Linked DNA regions of Macaca mulatta: region 2 is linked to region 1. The links are chromatin contacts, called in public Hi-C maps. All regions are on one chromosome and are shown on one strand. The core of a region is the stretch at or near the end of the contact, and the rest is flanking DNA. Distances in the headings are between cores, read along the strand shown. Region 1 holds the start of ST3GAL3 (ST3 beta-galactoside alpha-2,3-sialyltransferase 3). Region 2 holds the start of PTPRF (protein tyrosine phosphatase receptor type F).

Region 1 (6,897 bases), core at 2,305-4,804:
AGCCTCAGTCCCTGAGTGACTGTGAAGAGTTTCCTGTACACTCATGCTGGACACATCACATGAATGACAAGTCAAGTTTTGTTCTGTTACGCCACTGAAGTCTTGAGGTTTTTGTTAGTGCAACCTAATCCAAGGTATCTATATCAATACAGATCTCTCAGTAAGGGATTCTCTCACATAAACAACTTTATTTATAGATTTTAATGACAAACATTTTGTTTGGATAAAGAATTATCTTTGCGTCCATCCTGGTTCAAAGCTATTTTCAATATAAAATATATTTGCCAAGTACCTACTATGTACAAAGTTGGATGATGAAGAGGACAGTCTATGTCTTGAAATAGCTTCAGTCTTATATTGTGGGTAGAAGCAGGATTTAAGGCAGTTATCGCAAAAAGGCAGACTCTAATGTTATGTTGGTTTAAACTTTAAACTTAAAGAGGAGAGACATCTCATCTAGATGGGAAGAGAAGTACAGACAAGCTTCACAAAGGAAGTTCTGTATCAAATGGCCCTGAAACACACATAAGAACAATTAGGGTCAAGGAGACTACTTAAGATAGAAAAAGCCAACATGAGCAAAGATACAGAGTACAAACAGCAAAGCACAAAGAGCAAATAGTTCCACTGACCTGGAAAAATATGAGAATGGCAAGAAATCAGTTTGCCCATATTGCCCATGCCAGGCTGGTCTGTGCCTAACCCAACAGATAATGGGGAGCCATTCAAAGTCCTGGCTGGAGAAGTGACAAACTTGGAAGTGATGGCAGTACAGATAATAGAGGGGAGGAAGGAAAAAAATGTTAGGGGGTTTCTGTGGTAATTCACAGGAATGGTCCAATGGCCCCAAATCAGTGTGATGACAGTAGGAGTGAAAAGAAGCAGGCCGGGCGCGGTGGCTCAAGCCTGTAATCCCAGCACTTTGGGAGGCCGAGACCATCCTGGCTAACACGGTGAAACCCTGTCTCTACTAAAAAAAATACAAAAAACTAGCCGGGCGAGGTGGCGGGCACCTGTAGTCCCAGCTACTCGGGAGGCTGAGGCAGGAGAATGGCATAAACCCGGGAGGCAGAGCTTGCAGTGAGCTGAGATTCCGCCACTGCACTCCAGCCTGGGCAACAGAGCGAGACTCCGTCTCAAAAAAAAAAAAAAGAAAAGCAGCAGATGCCAGACTGAGTACGGAGGCTCACACCTATATTCCCAGCACTTTGGGAGGCTGAGGTGGAGGATTTCTTTTTTTTTTCTTTTTGACTGAGTTTCACTCTTGTTGCCCAGGCTGAAGAGCAGTGGCGCGATCTCAGCTCACTGCAACCTCCCAGGTTCAAGCGATTCTCCTGCCTCAGCCTCCCAAGCAGCTGGGATTACAGGCGCCTGCCACCACCCCTGGATAATTTTTTGTATTGTTTTTTAGTAGAGACGGGATTTCATCATGTTGGCCAGGCTGGTCTTGAACTCAAGGTGGGAGGATTTCTTGAGCCCAGGGGTTCAAGACCAGCCTGGGCAACATGGCAAGACCCTGTCTCTACAAAGAAAAATTTTTTTTTTTTTTTAATTCGCCAGGTCACCTGCCTGTGGTCCCAGCTACTTGGGAGGCTGAGGCGGGAGGATTGCCTGAGTCCAGGAAGTCAAAGCTGCAGAGAACCATGTTCACTGCACTCCAGCCTAAGTGACAGAGGGCGACCCTGTCTCAAAAAAAAAGAAAAAGTGACAATGGTAAGTAAAGTGTTACCATATTCCTGATAGTTAGCTCCAGCTTCCTTGGAAATAAATTCTATTACTTGTTTACTCTTTGCACCATACAGGACAAAGGTACCTCTTGGATTAATGCCATCAACCCACCTTTTGTGCAACCTCATATCCTGCTTTTTCTGCTAAGAAACTCCCTGCAACCACCCATGAGCATCTCAGGTTCCCCTGCACCTTTGCCATCCTCACTTTCTCATCTGCTCACTTCTTCTTCATCCAGCCAGGCCTACCCACTCTTCATGACCCAATTCAAGCCTCAGCTTCCCTGTGAAACCTTCCTCAAACACACTGATTTCTCCTTTTCCCGGTTTCTCATAGTACCTACCATCTTGGAATTCTAGAGACCATATCATAGTTATCACTGTCATGTGTGTGCTTTATTCCCTCAACTATATTATAGGCCCATTAGAACAAGTTTCTTATCTTAAATGGTTTTGAGTTTCCCCTCAGTCAATGCCTTGCATAAAACATATACTCAAGAGGCGTTCCATTGATTGATACAAAGTCTGTTAGTCTCTAAGAACATGAATGCCTTGTTTCATCATTAATATTTTATTTTTATTAAGCCATGGTTAGACAGACATGTGAAATGAAGAGATTCACCACTTAGTATCTCAAAATATTCTTAAGAATTTCTAATCATAGGAGGAGCTGTTATTGCCTTAAAAGATTATTTGAAAATATCATTTGGTAATAAATTTCTGTGCCAGCTTCCTTTTAATCCTCTGTTGACTTGAAAGTACACCAAACATTTCAGTGATCATCTCTACAAGATAATTCTGACTTAGAAACAACCTAATTTGTCATGGGGACTATCTTACTTTTAGTAACCTAGTAAGAGTTTTTTCCTACCTTCATGTCCAGCTATCTATAATTCACAGTACATCCACTGAAAAGTTTTGAGTATTTTACTTCCTGAGGTAATAGCTGCCTTCACTGGTCCCCCATTCAATTAATTACATTCAGTTATAAGATTTCACTCCTTCCTCATACGTGAAGGAAACATAAACAAAAATGAGGCTTACTGAGGAATCATAAAAAGGGACATTGTTGTAAAAAGGAATCCAAAATGTTCATGGGACACTCTCTTAACCAAATCTGCTCTTCTCTCTAAGATATATTCTCTTGCAAGCAAAAGCACCGAGGAGACAACGGGGGAAAGTGCCAGAAGGAAAGGAAGCAAGAGAGGCGTACTTTGCTGATCAAACTGACCCCGGTTCTGGCCCCCCCTAGAGCAGTAAGCAATGACAACGACTACCCATACGCTGCCGATTCCCGCTCAGGCGCTCCCTGGACTTTTCTTTCCTCTTCCCACAGCAGGGCCCGAATGATGGTGTCGGGGCTCTGCGCCAAGGTGCGCAGCGCTGCGGGGTCCCGCACAGAGATGACCTCAGACCTCCTGGCCCGCGTCCTGGCGGCCTTTCCCCCAGGCTCGGCGGCCCCCACCCAGGCGAGGTCATCCCCATACCGGGCCCCTAGCCCGAAGGACAACTGGGCCGTGCCCCGACCCCTCCTTCCCGGGCACTAGCGCGCGGGCTCCGCGCCCCGCCCAGCCCGGGAACCGCGGCCGGCGGGGGAGGGGCGGGGCGGCGCGGTGACCGTTATTCGCGGTCAGCCATCGCGCCCCGAAGCGCACTGGGCAGGCCCTTACCACAGCGGAGAGGGAGGCAGGGGGAAGGTGGCGCCCGGCCCGACGCGGGGCAGGAAGGCGGAGGCGGCGGCGGAGGCGGCGGCGACAGCCGCGGGGGACCCCGGCGGGCGCCCACGACGCGGTGGGCTGCATGGGCGCCGCCATAGTGGGGACGCAGCGGCGGGCGGAGCGCGCGGCCGCGACCCGGTCGGGAGCCTGCGACCAATGGGCGCGCGGAAGCCGGGCGGAGCGAGGACCTGGCCAATGCGGAGCTGCGCTGCCCCGAGCAGGCCAATAGACGCAGGAGCCGCGGATTTGCCAGCCCGCCCACCCCGCCTACCACGGGACCAGAGCTGCGGCAAGTGCGGGGTTAGAGCTTCGCGCTAGTGGAGCGCCACAGCCTGCAGGTTCAGCGCGGGTGTCTCTCCCGGGCACGTCGAGCCGTCTAGAGGAACCCTCTTCCCCCGGCTTCACGGCCCAGAGGACGCACGGCTCTCTCCCCTCGAGAGCCTGTTTCGTCGCCCGCGCGGGGAACGCAAAGTGCTGGGGTAGTCACCGCCACTTCACACCGAGGAACATCTCATCTCGCCCTCCAGGTTGTGAGCGCACCCAGTCCGCTCACTGAGGCCGAAAGCTTCAGACCTCCGTGGGCCCTGGTGGGTAAGGGGGCACGGAGATGAGCGTTAAGAGACTCGTAGAACATTTTTAGTCCGGGCATGGCACAGGGCCTCCAAGCCCCACTTACACTTTGCAGCCCTCCCACCCCAGTTTTTCATTCCTGCGGCTGAGCCCTGGTGTTATCCGCCTGGGGCGGGATTTAAAACTGTATTCCTCAACAAAGCTGGGGTGGTCTTTAAACTGCAACCTTGGATCCAAAGGCCCTACCTTACTGAGGGAAGGCAGTTTGCCCTACAAAAAGGCTTCTGGGAGGAGCTGCCTAAGGCAGGAAGGGACTGGCAGACCAGGAGGTGCCGCTTTTGACTGGGGCCAGTTCTCGAGGTCGACCCGACTGCATAGGCAGCCAGTAGGGGGGAGAATAGACCGGTCTGTGTGATTTGGATCACCTGAGTTGCGGTTTCCTAAGAGTTATTACGTTGACCAAAATAAAAAGTGGTTTCTGGAAAACTGGTCAGCTGTTGAGTAAAAACTGCTGGGATTAAACCCAGCGCCCACCGCTGGAGGAAGTGGGGTCATCGAGAAAGGTAGGGACCCTGTGTAAAAAGCCTGGTGAAGTGTTCCTCTCTTTTAAAGATGGATGGATTAGTGAATTGGGCTCTCTCACCAATCCATTAAGGCCTGGTTCTGCCCAGCCTCCCTTGCTACATCCCCTGGGAATCCTCAAGTGGGGCGGGGGGCGGGGGGGGGGGAAGGCCAACTTCCCTCTCTGGGCCCCAGGAGGGAGCTGACATAAAAAGATCACCTCCTGCACCTTTCTTCACAATGAGATACATTAGCAACCACCTCTCACCCGCAGGGGCACAAGGAAGCATCCAGAGTAGCTGAGCTGACCCAAGCCTCTCCCGCACCTGGACAGGGCCATGCCTCAGGAAGTGCCTGGCTGTTCAAGGGCCAGCCGGTGCAGCTCCGGGGCGCCCAAGTCCTGCACCTTTTCATTGCCCCCCTCCCTGTTCTATGGTTCCCCATCCTTGTCCAGTTTGACCTCAGGGACCCACCAGCCAAAGGAGATTGCATCTTCCCCCAGGGAAGCTTCTCACCAACTAGACAGCTCGGAGAGCAATCTGAGGATCCCACTGGAGGTTGGGTCCCTTGCTTTTCAAGCACCTAAAACGCACCCCGTTCTTCACACTGGTTCCACAATGTGTATATAACACAGATACTGGCATGAACTTAGGCCAGCTCAACGAAGATGTATCAAATGGGGCAGCAGTGAGAGATACTCTGTTGAGAGGACTCATTGGTCTGGTGCTTCCTGTTACCTCATCCTGCCTGTCTCTAAGGCAGAGCAAGCACAACAAAGAGGTGCTCAGAGCCAGAAGTGTCCTTGTTCCCATGACCCACCATACTTGGCCTAATACAGAGCTTGACAAGCAAAGGACCCACTCTCTGGAATTTCCTAGGGACTGCCTTACTGATTTGTCTTCAAAAACACAGCCCTGCTCCAGAGCCTATGACTAGATACACCCCCAGCCTGACGTGGACCACTTGGGCTCCTTGGGGCAGACAGCCAATCCTCTGCTCAACACATTTTATTGCTAAGGACAAGGTGATGCACCAGTTTTCAAAATAATTTGGTTTATAGTGTTCATACGTAACAAAAAAGGGGAAGTATTATAAATCTGATTCTTGTATACACAGGGTATTGGTGTGAAGCCCTCCAACCCTGGGCCCGGCAAACAAATTCTCGAGGAGCAAAAACCTGTTTAACCCCTTCAGTATTGCCCTCTAGTCCCACCCCCACCCCAAAATCAGCTCCCTCCCACCCACAGTGGGCCTCCAATGGCCCCAGTTTTTTCGTCCTAACCCTACAGTAAGCCCCTGCATGATTGCAATTTTCTGTTGACAGAATCACCCACCAGGCTCTGCCTGCTTCCATCATTAAAATCCCCGCTTCAGGGTAATCCCCACCCACACCCTCTAATACTTTGCCACAGGGGCTCTGCACCTAGAGTGTTGTGGGCACACACCCATGTTATCCCCATGTTCTCCTTCAGGGGAAGACAAAGAGGTGGCATCAGCTCCTTAGCATCTCAATACTGCAGCTCTGCCAGCACTGTCTTGAGGCTGTTCCAGGCCTGGACAGATGCCACACCCATCTCCAGCCAACCCCCAGGAGCCCTTACTCAGCTCAGCTGAGGGCAGAATTTCACATTTTGTTTGCCCTGCATAGGCAAGGAAGAAAGTAAAGGCCAGGGGCTGGCAGAAGCTGGTCCAGACCAAACATACATACACACACACACGCGCGCGCACACATACACACATATAAATACAAAAGTAGGGGCTGGGGCAAGTACCAGCACCTCAGCCTAGTAGGTGCAGGTGATAGTTATGAAGCTAAGTCCTAGGCCAGGAACAGGGCAGCCAGTCCAGCCAGCACAGTTGACCCCTCTATGGACTGGGGCCAGTGCAGCCACAGCATTCCAGTGCTCAGCCCCGTAGCTGGCAGATCAGCGACTGCTGCCACGTGCCCAGAAACGGCTCGTCCTTTCGCTACAGCGGAATGCAATGAGGGTGGGTGGGAGGATGATGGGTCGGTTATTTCATTCCTTTTCTTTTTACAACTTCACTTTCAGAGACTTCAGAGTTCCATGTCTGCTGTGCTGTGGAACCCAGAGTGCTCTTGCCTGGATGGCTGGGAATTCCTTGGACCCTGGAAGCACCTACTCCATGATGGCCCGGTATAGTGCAGGCTCAATATAATCTTCCCGGTATCTTGAGTTGATAACTCGTTGCCGTTTCTTTTCTTGCTTAACCTCTTTCTCTGTGAAAATCTCATTGAAGCGCATGTCTGAGGCTACTGACTATAGAAGAATAAGCAAGCCAAATGTCAGCTACCCTAAGAA
Region 2 (6,897 bases), core at 2,464-4,963, 180 kb after region 1:
TTCTCTGCCCCTCCTCACCAAGTCCCTAACTCAATGAAGCTTCAGGGCCTTCAGTGAAGGCCCGCTCAACCACTCCCAGGAACCTGGACTCCTTCCTCTTCCTCTCCTTCACTCCCACATGCAATAATCATTCTGTCCTGACAAGTGTGCCTTCAAGATGGCTCCATGCTACCACCTATCAAAGCCAGCATCTTCTCTTACCTTACTTACCTGCACCTCTTGCCCCACTGGGCATCCTGTCTCCATCCTTTTCCCATAGCCACATAGCATTTTCTGGAAACATAAACCTGACCACCGCACACTCCACCCTCCCTATCCAAGCTTTAAGCTTGGTGTTTTCTCTCTGGGTTCTCAGAGTAAAATGATAGGTACTTAACAGGGCATTCAATGCCCTCTGTGATCTGCCACATCTCTGAATACTTCACAAGTGACAACACCTCCCAGTCTTTATTCATACTGTTTTTTATCTACCTCAAGTCCTTTCTCTCTTCTTCAAACTCCTATTCATCCCTTCAAACCCAGTTCAGATCACTTCTTCTTGGTCTCCTCTGGGACTCATCTCACCCTGACCTCTGAACTCTCCCCTGTCTCTTGATGAACTCTTCCAATGTTCTAACTCAACTCAGAACTGCAGCTGCTTTAGTTGAGCAGATGCCTGAACCTTAGGCGTGGGCTGCCTCTTCTACATAGCTGTTAGTCCCAAAGGAAGCAAGGCAGCCGGGGCTGAAAGTGCCTACCCCGGGGTCTGGCACACAGTCAGCAATCAATAACAGGTAACTGAATTGCTTTTGCATTCTCATGGTGCAACCTGCTCCCCCAGGGACCACGAGCTTCTCGAGGGCAGGGCCCTGGCTGCAAGCTTGGACCAAGCACACAGCAGTGTCAGTCACATGGGAAGTGACTGCCACTGCTGATGATGCACTGCCACACAGTTCCCTTGGATTCTTACAACAGCCCTGGGACCAAGTCCGGGTTGGATTAGCTGCCCCATTTTACAGGGAGTGAAATTGAGACTCAGGGAGAAAGGGGCCTCTTTGAGGCCTGAAGCTGGAAAGTGGAGGAGCCGTGGTATGTATCACAACCTCTATTGCAGGAGGTCTGGGTCCCCTCCTCCCCGCCCCCAGTGAGGATCCTTAAAGCTAGACTCCCATAGTTCGGGCTGATGGAAAAAAGGGTGGACTGTGCCCAAATTGCCAGGGCTGGTATTTTGCTGCATATCAATACGATTACCTACAAAAGATGTGTTGCTAGTTTACGTCTGCTGCAGTCTATAACTCTGCCCCGCCAAATTTCTTCACCAGCACCCAACCACCCCCTCCTCTCTCGGCAGCCCTGTACACCAAGCCAACCTGCACAGGGCACACAAAGCTGGATAAAGGGGAGGTATCAGTAGTTGCAAGAGGAAGGAAGAAAGGGAAAAAGGAAGGAATTATGTTAAAACAATTTTCTTGTTGAAAGAGGGAAGAGGAAGAGCAGTTGGAAAAAGAAACTAAAAAAAAAAAACACACAACACTATACAGACACTTCAAATGATGAGGGAGACTGAGCAAGTAAAATGTGCAAGAAAGTGCATATACAAAAATGCACAAGGATGACTGTGCATGTGCACAGGTGTGCTGCGAGTGTGCAGGCACAGATTGCTTGAGCACTGGCCGGCATGCGGGTCCAGGTTTGTGAGTGGGGTCAAGAAAGCAGCTGAACAGGGAGTGTGTGGGGGGGTGGAGGGGGGTGAGCTGAGTGTGGAAATGAAGGCAAGAGGGTAGGAGAGACTGTGGCCTGTGCCTGGGGCGGAGAATGTAGGGGGTTGTACTTGGGGAGTTACACCTGCTCCTTCTCGGAGCCCTAGGCTCATTCATATAATCAGTAAAAAACAGGGATTTTCATGCTCCCTGAAGCAAGAGTTAATAAGGCGCTAAGCACAGAAATTTCCTTAGATAGCCTGTCAGAACTCTCTTCTGGATCCCTCAGATCCCCGAAGCCTCCCAAAGGATCCCCCATCAGATCTTCCCTTCTCAGCAGATCTCTCCCCATGAGCACCCGCCTGGAACCAACACCCCATATCCTTTTCTACGCCTCTCACCCCAGTGCACTTCCCTGGTTCTCAGGCCAGATCTGGCACCAGGTCGCTCTGGATCTCTGCCCTTGTTCCTTCAGAAGTGGAGCCTTCCTCATCCTAATGCAGCCTCCCGGCCCTGCTCTGTGGCCCCTCAGGGAGATCCAGACAACCCGCAGGCTGGGGCAGCCTCCCTCTCCCATTTCACAGCTCAGGCAGGTAGCGCTCCCCACCCCCAACCTGCTCCAACTCAGGGGCCCTGCACTGGGGGGCAGGGGGGTTTGAAATGGGGAGAAAGTCTAGCCCCTCCCCCTCCGAGGTGGAAGAACCAGAGGGGCAGCATTCCAGGGAAATGGGGGGGCGCCTAGCACAGAGGGTGCAGAGACACCAAGAGATGCGTGAGAGACAAGAGGCAGAGAGACACTTAGGGAGGGAGACAGAACCCAGGGAGAGGAAACAGAAGAGACCCAAGGGGAGAGAACAGAGAGACTCAGGAACAGGGAACAAGATGACCCAGGGAGACAGAACGGAGAGACCTGGGGAGAAAGAACAGAGTGATCTGGGGAAAAAGAACGGAGACAGCCGGAGAGACCCTGGGATTGCAGGGGCACTGACACGGGGAGGCAAAGACGCCAAGGAAAACAGAAAGCAGCCGAGACAGAGACGTGGGCACGACGATGGGGAGCCGGCACGGCTCGGGACAGGACGCGGGGCAGCCGCTGAGTGAACTTTCGGAGCGGGTCCGAGTGGCCACGTCCTCATGGGACAGGTCGCTCCAGGGCCTCCAGGGCGTTGCACCCGGTTGGGGGCGGGCACAACCCGTTCAGCCCCTCCCCAACCCGTGCTCGCGAACGAAGGGGGTGGGGGGCTCCAAACTCGCGCCCGGCGCAGCCCGGGACTGCACGTGCGCCGGGGCCGCGAGCGAGACCCGGGCGCGCCGGCTGCGGATCCCCCGTCGGCTGGGAGGGGGCGCCTGTGCGGCGGGGGCGGGGGCGCGGCCTGGACCCGCCCGGAGCCGGGGGCTGAGGGGTCTGAGGGCCGCCCCCGGAGCGCGTCCGCGCTAGAAGGGGGGACGAGGCGGGACTGATGAGGGGGAGCAAGAGCGCAAACGGGAAACTTTGCGCTGGGCGGGGGAAGGGGGGGCGGGCTGCGGCTAAGGTGCGGCGGAGAGGGAGGGAGGCAGCGAGGGGCGGCGGGGAGCGAGCCAGCCGGCAGCGCTGGGGGCGCGTCTGCCGCGGGGTGAGCGGGGAGGAGCCGCCAGGCTGGGGCGTGGGGGGGGCTTCGCCGAGGCTGCGGGCGCGGCAGGTGGGGGCGCGGCCCGGCCTCAGCGGCGCCCTCGTCCCCCCGGGACCGCCCCCAGCTCCGCCGGGTGGACTAGCGGGGAGGGCAAGGAGTACGGGGAAGAGACGGGCGCGGAGGGGGCTGGCGGGGGGCCTGGGGGTCACTCACCGCCTATCCAGGGGCCGTCGGTCCGCATGTCCCCCCGCAAGCCGCTGGGGCCGCTGCTCCCACTCCTCTGCCGCCGCCGCCTCCACCTGGTCCCGCTCCCGCCACCGCCACCCGAGCTGGAGCCGGAGCCCGAGCCGGAGCCGGAGCTGGAGCCGCCGCCTCTGCCGCCGCCACCGCTCCCGCCGCTCCCGCGCCAGCTCCAGCCGCGCGCTCCCCTCTCGCTCGCGCCCGCGCCCCTGCCCCTGCCGTGCGCGCCCCCGGCGCCGCCCCTCCCCTCGTGCACTCTCGCTCGTAGAGCCGCGGAGCCGCGGAGGCCCAGAGAGGCCACAACTCAACGCCAAGTCGAAACCGACCGGAACCTCAATGTTGAACCCGAACCCCAATAATGAACATGGACAGACCAAACTCTGATACTACATCCAGATCCTTCTAGTGGTTCCCAGTCCTAGCATGAACCTAATACCATTCTAGGACCGCATTTCCTCCCCATACAGATCTGAACCTGATACTGAGTCTACACCTTGCCCTAAACCCAATATTGAATCCAAAGCCCTTAATCTGCCCCCAAATTAGCACAAGTAGGAATTTTGTTCTGAACCTCTGTACTGATCCCAAATACCAATTCTGACTCTAAACCTCTTTATTACTCTACCTGCCCTAACCTTGATAGTGATGTTAGCACCAACTCTGGACCTTAAATGGACCCCTGTGCTAATGCTCAGCCCCCAGTCCCTAAATGAACCCTAAAGTCCAAAAGCTACCTTGCTATGGACCCCAATTCTCTCTCTTCTGAACCCCAAGCCTTACATAAAACTCCAGTACTGCTCTCCCATTCCCAGATCAACACCAATGCACTCTGAATTGGGATTCTCAATTCCAGAGTTGGGATTGAGTCACCAGAAAAGGACCCCCAAACAAAGATACTGACCTGAAACCCCACCCAACCTTGAGACCATTTAGGACCCTAAACCAACCCAGCTTTAATAATAATCTTAGAATCCAAGATGAGACTGGCTTTGCAGAAACCCCACACAAAGCCCCTTCATCCTCATGCTCACCCTCCACTTCTCTGACCTAGTGTCAACCCCAAGCAGAGGCTGGCTAATACCCCAATATTATACCAATTCCAACTGTGAACCTTACATTGGCCTCGGAATTAAAGACGTGATAATGCCCTCTAAGTCAAATTTAAATCTCAGTATTGAGTTTCTGACTTCTCATATCAAACTCAAATGATGACCCTAGAAATGTCTGGGTGAAACCAACAACCTACCTGAAGATTTATTCCAAGACCCACTGATGAGAGGGATTTGATGAGCTTCAACCCAAGAGCCCCTGCCTCCAGACCCCGCCCCCATGCAATCCATGCTACAACTACTGAAGAGTCAGCCAAAGCCACACCAGTTCTTTCCTATCTACCGCCCCGCCCCCCCCACCCCCCACTCCCCCATTCTCCCCCACTGCTTGCTAGGCTTCACCATGAAGATTGGGGGAACCTACCCCCGCTGCCCTGGGTCAGGTAACTGAGCAGAGGAAGAGATGACATTTCTCCTCTGTGGGGTTTCTTCTGCGGGGTGTTTCTGGTATAACACCTGAGTTTGGAGTCAGGTGAGAAATAAAATTTGGACATTGTTGAGGTGCCTGGATTCAGGGATCACGTGGTAATGTGCAGGGCAAGGTTGCTGTGATGTTCAGGGATCTGGGCTGAGGGATCAGGTTCTGGTAACCACCTGATTTCACTGCCTGTTTTTGTCCTGAACTTGAATTCACAAACAGTGCGTGTGCGCCCCCTGGTGTGTGAGGAGGGGATGGGACTGGCTCTGGTGATTCTGGACAGACAGTTTGGTTTGGATGACAAACGGATCAAAAATGAATATTTCCGGCCGGGCGCGGTGGCTCAAGCCTGTAATCCCAGCACTTTGGGAGGCCGAGACGGGCGGATCACGAGGTCAGGAGATCGAGACCATCCTGGCTAACACGGTGAAACCCCGTCTCTACTAAATACAAAAAAGTAGACCATCCTGGCTAACACGGTGAAACCCCGTCTCTACTAAATACAAAAAAGTAGCCGGGTGAGGTGGCGGGCGCCTGTAGTCCCAGCTACTCGGGAGGCTGAGGCAGGAGAATGGCGTAAACCTGGGAGGCGGAGCTTGCAGTGAGCTGAGATCCGGCCACTGCACCCCAGCCTGGGCGGCAGAGCAAGACTCCGTCTCAAAAAAAAAAAAAAAAAAAAAAAAAAGAATATTTCCAGTGTGTGGTTTTTCACAATTGGTAATTTTGGTGCACCATAGGGGAGGTATTGCAAATTTTATGCATCTTTAAGCATTTTTGCCTTTTTTTCCAGAACTTTGAGGATTTAGAGTTTTCCTGTCGGCCCCCAAATTTTAAAAGTATACTTTCAGCCAATTATGCCTGCCCATTGCTGAGTTATTAAAGCAGTTCTTTTCCTTGGCTTCATTGGCCCACCCTCTCCTCACTGGCTTCTCTCTCCGATTCCTTTACCACCTCTTCTTCTGCTCTTCTGGGACTCTGTCCTAGGCCTCCTCTTTTCTCTTGCTCTGCCCCTTTTCCCTGGATCATCTTGACCACTACCAACCATATGCTGATGACTTCCAAGTCTCTATCTCCAGTCTGGGCCGCTCCTGTGAGCTCCACATCCGTATAACTAAGAGCCTCCTCTGTCCTGCCCATCCCAGATCTGCAGTACTCCCCGTCTCAGGCAGTGTCATCTTCAGTCACTTAGTCACTGACATGCAGAGACCTTCCCTCCTGCATCACTGTCCAATCAGTCATCAGTCCTGCAAATTTTGAAAAATAGAGACTAGAGACCATACGGCTTCACGAGGGACACATGCAGAGAGTTTCTGGCTTTTGGGTTTCAGTCCACACACACACAAAGCCAAACTGGTCTTAACTTCTCTTGCATGCAGTTATAATATAAGACCCCTTAAGACTTGTTCTACTGGCCAGGCACAGTGGCTAACGCCTATGATCCCAGCACTTTGGGGGGCTGAGGCAGGCAGATCACCTGAGGTCAGGGGTTCGAGATCAGCCTGGCCAACATGGTGAAACCCCATCCCTACTAAAAGAAAAAAAAAATACAAAAATTAGCCAGGTGTGGTGTTGTGCACCTGTAATTCTAGCTACTTGGGAGGCTAAGACAGGAGAATTGCTTGAACCAGCCTGGGCCACAGAGTGAGACTCCGTTAAAAAAAAAAAAAAAAAAGACTTGCTCTACCTTTAGTGTGTTTGGCACCTCAGAGCCAACTGTATGTGTTTGGAACCATTGTTTCCTCCAGGAAGCCATCCTGGCTGTCACTACTGTTTGCATCTGTGTCTGTCTCCCCGATCTATGGACAGCAGGTTCCTTGCAGGCAGGAGAAATGAGTCCACCT

Evidence for each region. Hi-C and Micro-C count contacts between places; a contact is called where the count stands out from the background.
Region 2: a contact with region 1 is called in a Hi-C map of fetal cortex germinal zone, with 4 times the contacts expected there. The contact joins the promoter of PTPRF here to the promoter of ST3GAL3 in region 1. A contact is called at or near these places in 2 of 14 Hi-C or Micro-C datasets (fetal cortex germinal zone and liver).

Annotation. Positions count from the first base shown.
Region 1 is chr1:196,954,298-196,961,194 of T2T-MMU8v2.0, forward strand. ST3GAL3 (ST3 beta-galactoside alpha-2,3-sialyltransferase 3) reads right to left here and starts at 3,555. Exons shown (of 11, transcript XR_013403186.1): 1 at 3,398-3,555. The region is part of intron 1 of MED8 (mediator complex subunit 8); the gene reads left to right. It overlaps KDM4A (lysine demethylase 4A), which reads right to left. Exons shown (of 23, transcript XM_077960314.1): 23 at 5,613-6,855. The coding sequence ends at 6,715.
Region 2 is chr1:197,133,940-197,140,836 of T2T-MMU8v2.0, forward strand. It overlaps PTPRF (protein tyrosine phosphatase receptor type F), which reads right to left and starts at 3,714. Exons shown (of 30, transcript XM_077960287.1): 1 at 3,503-3,714. The region is part of intron 1 of MED8 (mediator complex subunit 8); the gene reads left to right. LOC144337853 (a long non-coding RNA gene) reads left to right here and starts at 5,186. Exons shown (of 2, transcript XR_013411460.1): 1 at 5,186-5,513; 2 at 5,568-5,744.